Linked DNA regions of Bombyx mori: region 2 is linked to region 1. The links are chromatin contacts, called in public Hi-C maps. All regions are on one chromosome and are shown on one strand. The core of a region is the stretch at or near the end of the contact, and the rest is flanking DNA. Distances in the headings are between cores, read along the strand shown. Region 1 has its middle 12 kb from the start of A1. Region 2 holds the start of LOC101742711 (electron transfer flavoprotein beta subunit lysine methyltransferase).

The links. A called contact is a pair of places that touch in the nucleus more often than the background predicts.
Region 2: a Hi-C map of posterior silk gland shows a contact between it and region 1, with 3 times the contacts expected there. The contact joins the promoter of LOC101742711 here to the enhancer-like site in region 1. A contact is called at or near these places in 2 of 7 Hi-C or Micro-C datasets (middle silk gland and posterior silk gland).

The regions. Positions count from the first base shown.
Region 1 is chr28:117,143-119,842 of ASM3026992v2, reverse strand. No RefSeq gene overlaps it. Among protein-coding and RNA genes, the nearest start is that of A1, 12 kb to the right of the region's middle. Within about 2 kb of position 1,287, at least 2 of the 8 cell types and tissues checked have open chromatin away from gene starts, as enhancers often do.
Region 2 is chr28:418,744-421,443 of ASM3026992v2, reverse strand. It overlaps LOC101742711 (electron transfer flavoprotein beta subunit lysine methyltransferase), which reads right to left and starts at 1,404. Exons shown (of 5, transcript XM_062676776.1): 1 at 1,342-1,404. The coding sequence starts at 1,389. It overlaps LOC101742570 (growth arrest and DNA damage-inducible protein GADD45 alpha), which reads left to right and starts at 655. Exons shown (of 3, transcript XM_004933468.5): 1 at 655-1,184; 2 at 1,461-1,677; 3 at 1,890-2,469. The coding sequence starts at 1,123. The coding sequence ends at 2,105.

The DNA.
Region 1 (2,700 bases), core at 38-2,537:
TATTGCGTTCACCGACTCCTTTACAGTTTATTCAAGAATTTCACGGTTTGAAGTCTTGATTAAAATCAGCTTGTGTGCTTCGTTCGGCAGGATACAAATGTCGGCACGGCTTGACTGTTTCTTGTCTGTGAAGTAATTAATGATTTCGATAAATTGTTTTACAAACAATAAAAATGATTAACTTAGACCAAAGATATTTTACTAATTTTGTATATATGTACTTTTAATAAGTAATTTTGACGGTCTCCATCTTCGAAAAAATCGTTCAAATTTCAATAATACTATATTTTAATAATTATTTTACATTTCTTTATTTGAATATATGAAAAATGTAAAACTAGTTCTTAATAAAATTAACTTTTAAACGTTCAAATTTAGTAATTGTCATGCGTTAGTGCAAACATTCTGGGTAAAATTCAATCAGCGGTAAAATATTAGACCACGCGATGCACAGCTTTTAATATTTAAATTTCTACCAGTGTGCGTAGTGCGAGTTTTTAACGTTCTCGATAGCGTAAAAGTTACTCAAATTTGTATGCAGTTGGAACAGCGCCCCTAGCGGTAAACGTAGGCAAACGTTCCAACCCCATACAAATTGTGTTAACTTGTACGCTATCGAGAACGTTAAAAAGCTCGCATTAAGTATACAGAACTTCCTTAGCTAGTGCAGTCACTGTGAAAATATATGCGGCGTTCAATTACGGCTATTATACAATTTTGGGAAAGGAAATAGGTAAGATTTTGCATTTTTTTATGAATTGATACTGTTTTCTTTAATTTAAATGTATTTTTAACTATAGTAATATGTCAGAGAGTAATTATAAATTAGAATAATAACTTAGTTGCCCACATCGACAAATGGCATTCAGACCAGCCTAGAACCCACCTGCTGGTTTATATGTATGTATTTATATGTATGGGGCTTTTTTTTTGGTCAGGAGGAAATCGCCGGACTTCCGCCCTCCACTGGGGACGGCGGGCGGAGCTTGTCGGAGTCGAACCGACTAAAACCTCCTGTCGCTCAACAACCAACGTCCAAACCTCACATGAGACAGAACTCATGAAAAGGCATAGGGGGGAAAGTGAAGTGTTTAGTGCGGACCACATCTCTCCCATCACCCTCCCCCTCGGGACGCCGGACTGGCGGTCGTCGGCGCCACGACCACTAGCCCTCTCGGTCGGTATGTATGGGGTTACTGTCACTCCTAGCAATCAGTAATACCAAGAGCATAGTCAAGTTGCTTACGTAGTGGTTTCAATAAACAAACGATTTGAGAACATATTTTGATTACAGCGCCATCTATTGTACTTACAGGAAATTAAATGCGCTAAATTATTTGCTCATACTTGAGGTTATTTCAAATAGAATGATAGATGGCGCTTGTGTAGTTTCTTAAAATTCTACATTTATTTAATTACAGACATGTAATTTCCACATAAAGTTAATTTAAATTCCATAATATTAAGCCAAAATACAGAAATTAAATTCCAAAATATTCGTATCAAATTACAGAACATAAAAACGGAAGTTTTGAAGATTATTTCTACTCAATAGCAGATGGCGCTGCTTTTTTAATTTCATTTCACGTTCAATCTCCCTATTTTCGTGTACAAAGTAAACAAGGTCGGAACAATTTTAATTATGAAGTTGAGCGTTTATTGCTGAGAATCAGCTTCATACTAAATCGTTATTTTGTTTGATCAAGACATTGACGAGAGAAAATTGACGGGAGTTTTTGTTTGTTTGCGGGATTTTAAGAATAATTGCGTTCTTCATTTAATTTTAAGGAATTATTAACATTAGGAATTAAATTGACAAAGAATAAGTAATATACGTTTTATCTAAAGAAGATCGGTGGAACATCTTCGTCTCCTTCTATTCCTTCCAAACCTTTAGTGCTAATTGTAGCTTTATTACATACACAATATTTTTAATGAATATAATCAGGATGCGCCCGTAACACGAGGTAACCGAGAAACGCTAGTTTGATAATGCAAATGCCATTGTGTTCCCAGTTTGTCTGGCGCTCGTAGGTACGCGAAATGTTGTTCACGAGTGCTCATTGTGACCACCTGTTAGTATTGTATTCATTGTACTGTTATTAGGGTGGGATGAGCTGAATTACTTATTATTATCCAGATTACCTTATGGTAAGTGTGCAAATATCAAAGGTCGAGAATAGCGATAATCCCGATTTTATGAATAATTAATCGGCAATAGTGACTAATACTGGGAGTATTTGAAGACCTGGTTTTATTTATTTATTTATTGATTACATGGGTGGACGAGCTCACAGCCCACCTGGTGTTAAGTGGTTATTGGAGCCCATAGACATCTACAACGTAAATGCGCCACCCACCTTGAAATATAAGTTCTAAGGTCTCAAGTATAGTTACAATGGCTGCTCCGCCCTTCAAACCGAAACGCATTACTGCTTCACGGCAGAAATAGGTGGGGTGGTGGTACCTATCCATGCGGACTCACAAGAGGTCTCAGCACCGTTTGAATTGTTGCCAATCCCGTCATCTGGGGTCATTTGGAACCTCTGAGGTGTCGGTTCTCTCTGTGTACCTGTGTATGTACCGTGTGCTGCATGAATAGTGCTCTGAGTAATTGTTCAAGACGACCGCTATATCTCCTGTGTACCATCGCACCACCCACCATCAGAGTTGAAATCATCCATATTATCTAGAACTACA
Region 2 (2,700 bases), core at 155-2,654, 300 kb before region 1:
AACTTCTCGGGTTCCTCCAAAAAGTCCACTGAAAAAATCTCAGTAAATGACCACCATTTTACTGCGATTATATTTCATCCCATATCATCTCATTTCATTAAATTTCATCCCAGTTGATTAATGTCTCAAATTAATCATCTTCATTTCATTTCACTCCATATTATCATTTTTCATAAAATTAAGAATATAAAGTAAAATAAGACATGACTTAAAGGTCTTAGTTACCAGGTCATAAAATCTCTTAAAAAAAAAAAAAACATTTTCACTACCTGCCCATAACTTCAAATAAATTCTATCCTGTCGTAACACTAGAAGAAATGCCCATTAGAAGTTTTCTCATCTTGCCGTCATGGCTCTACAATAAATATACTAAAGTCCTTGTACCTATTGAAAACGAATGTTTCATTACAAATAAAAAAACAACTAAACCAGAATCAAACCCAATTTTTGTTTTCAAATGAACCATATTTCCTCTGTTGAAATAAAAACCCAATGTAGCGGGAATTCCGATATTCTCCAATGCGCTTAACGATAACAAAAAATACCTTGACCTACCGTTCTGATAGTACCTACCCTTTTCTGGCCGCATTTACTTCAAAAAAGAAGAACGGGGTAGCTCCAACTAAATTGGTCCTTAAACAAGTCGCGACAAGCCACGCGTTCGCATTTCAGAAAAAACCACTCACACACACGTACCACGTGCCACGTATCATTATTATTATCTCGTATATACACTTACAGACTTACACTAGTTAAAACGACTCACACAACCGAAAATACAAGCGTTTTTCGAAGAAACTCCGACGAAACTGATCGGAGGATACGCACACATACAAATACTAGCGTGCGCATGCGCGGCCTTTCCAATAAAAGGGAACGCTACGTCACTTCTCCACATTCTACATTGAACATCCAAAGTGTACTAACGCGAGTTTCGTTAGCAAAGTTGTGAAATTATTGTGTCACAAGTTCGAATTACTGCGAGAAGTTCAAGTGTGTTTACATAATAGAAGGATTTTATGTAAAGTGTTAGTGCTTTCTGTGAAAATTCACATTCGGATTTCACTGCGGAGTTTGGAAATTAGTGAAATTCAAGAGTTAAGAAGCATTCGTCTATCCAAAATGTACAAGGAAGCAGTTGTTCCAGTAAAAGCCGAGACCTTCAGTGTCATAGCAGCTAAAAGGTAAATAAATATCTTAATACTTTACAGCTACAACAGGAAAAATTCAATATGCATAAACTAAAATGAATATTTCACAAGAATTTCACTTGACCTAGATCAAAGAACTTTAAAGTTCTAATAACTTCAAACATGCCAATTAGACTATAAATTGACGTACCTTATGCTTTTGATAATAATATTTTGTTTGTAGTATGGCGGTTAGCATCTCCGTTTGACATGCAAGAGACTAAAGTTTTTGGTAACATATAATTTATTAATGTATTTGTTTTCCCACAGCTCTATCGGACAATGTATCAAGACAGTGTTAAGGCGAGCCTGTGTCGAAAAAAGGTTAACTATTGGCTTACTTCCCGCCATTCAATACTTATCGAAGAACTGCAATGGTGCATTGTTTTGCCTGACCGCCGAAGCCCCGCCTGGCGATAGTGCAACGCATATGCAAGATGTCCTCCTGCAAGCATTTTGCGTTGAAAATGATATTCATGTTATTAAAGTGAGTTTCATTTTATTTCCTTCTTCATAAAATGAATTATACATAGTTATTATTAATTTTATATGACAATTTAGTTTCCACGAAGTAAAAAAAGTCATTAAAATTTCCGACTCTCTAACAAGAACCTATTAATCGAATTTATAACGATTCAAGGAATTAAGTTAAAAGGAATCAAAATAAAAAAGCTAACAAATTCGTTTCTTTGTACACAGGTCGATTGTGAGACTAAGCTGAGGAGAATGCTTGGTTACTGCTCTCCCATGGACTTCAGTTGCGTGCTGGTACACTATCCGTATACAGATCCATTCACAGACAGTCAAGAAATAGATTTATCAACATTATCTGAAGCCGAGAGACAGTTGATCGACCACTGCGAATCAGACTGGGGCTATTCACAAATGCCCGTCATCAAGTTGCCCGAGAAGTGAATTAAACATGAGGATATTATTGTGAAAAGAAAATTTTGCGATATTATTTTTCAAGTAGGTCGCCATTTTGGCTTAGGCACAACGCCATCTGTTGTTTGGTAGTTGCATTAAGTCTGCTTGAGAATGTTTTGGGGTTTGTTTTGAATTAAAATAATTTAAAAATTGATAGAGAGCAATTTGTAAAATGTAGGTGCTAAACTGCTACTGTCTTAAAATGTAAAAGTGTTTTTTTCATTGTTTCATAAGATAGTTTAATGTAACGAAAAATGTATTTATTATATCTTTATACCAATTTCGTAATAAATCTTTTGTAAAAGTTAAAACATAATAAACATGAATAAAATTTTATTTTATTTGTAACAAAGTTTCTTTTTTTCCCGCTTTTTCCCCTAAATATAATCTTAAGTTAAAAAGAAAAAGATTCCAGAAAGAAGCACAAGCAAGATAGATACCCATGATATTGAACTGTCAATAATATCAGGACAATAAATTTAGATAAACAATTTAAATAATTAATTTATGGTAGGAGCATCGTATAATGGAATTTTAATAAAAAATATGCTTAAGGTTCATCAGAAATTGAAATTTAGTATTT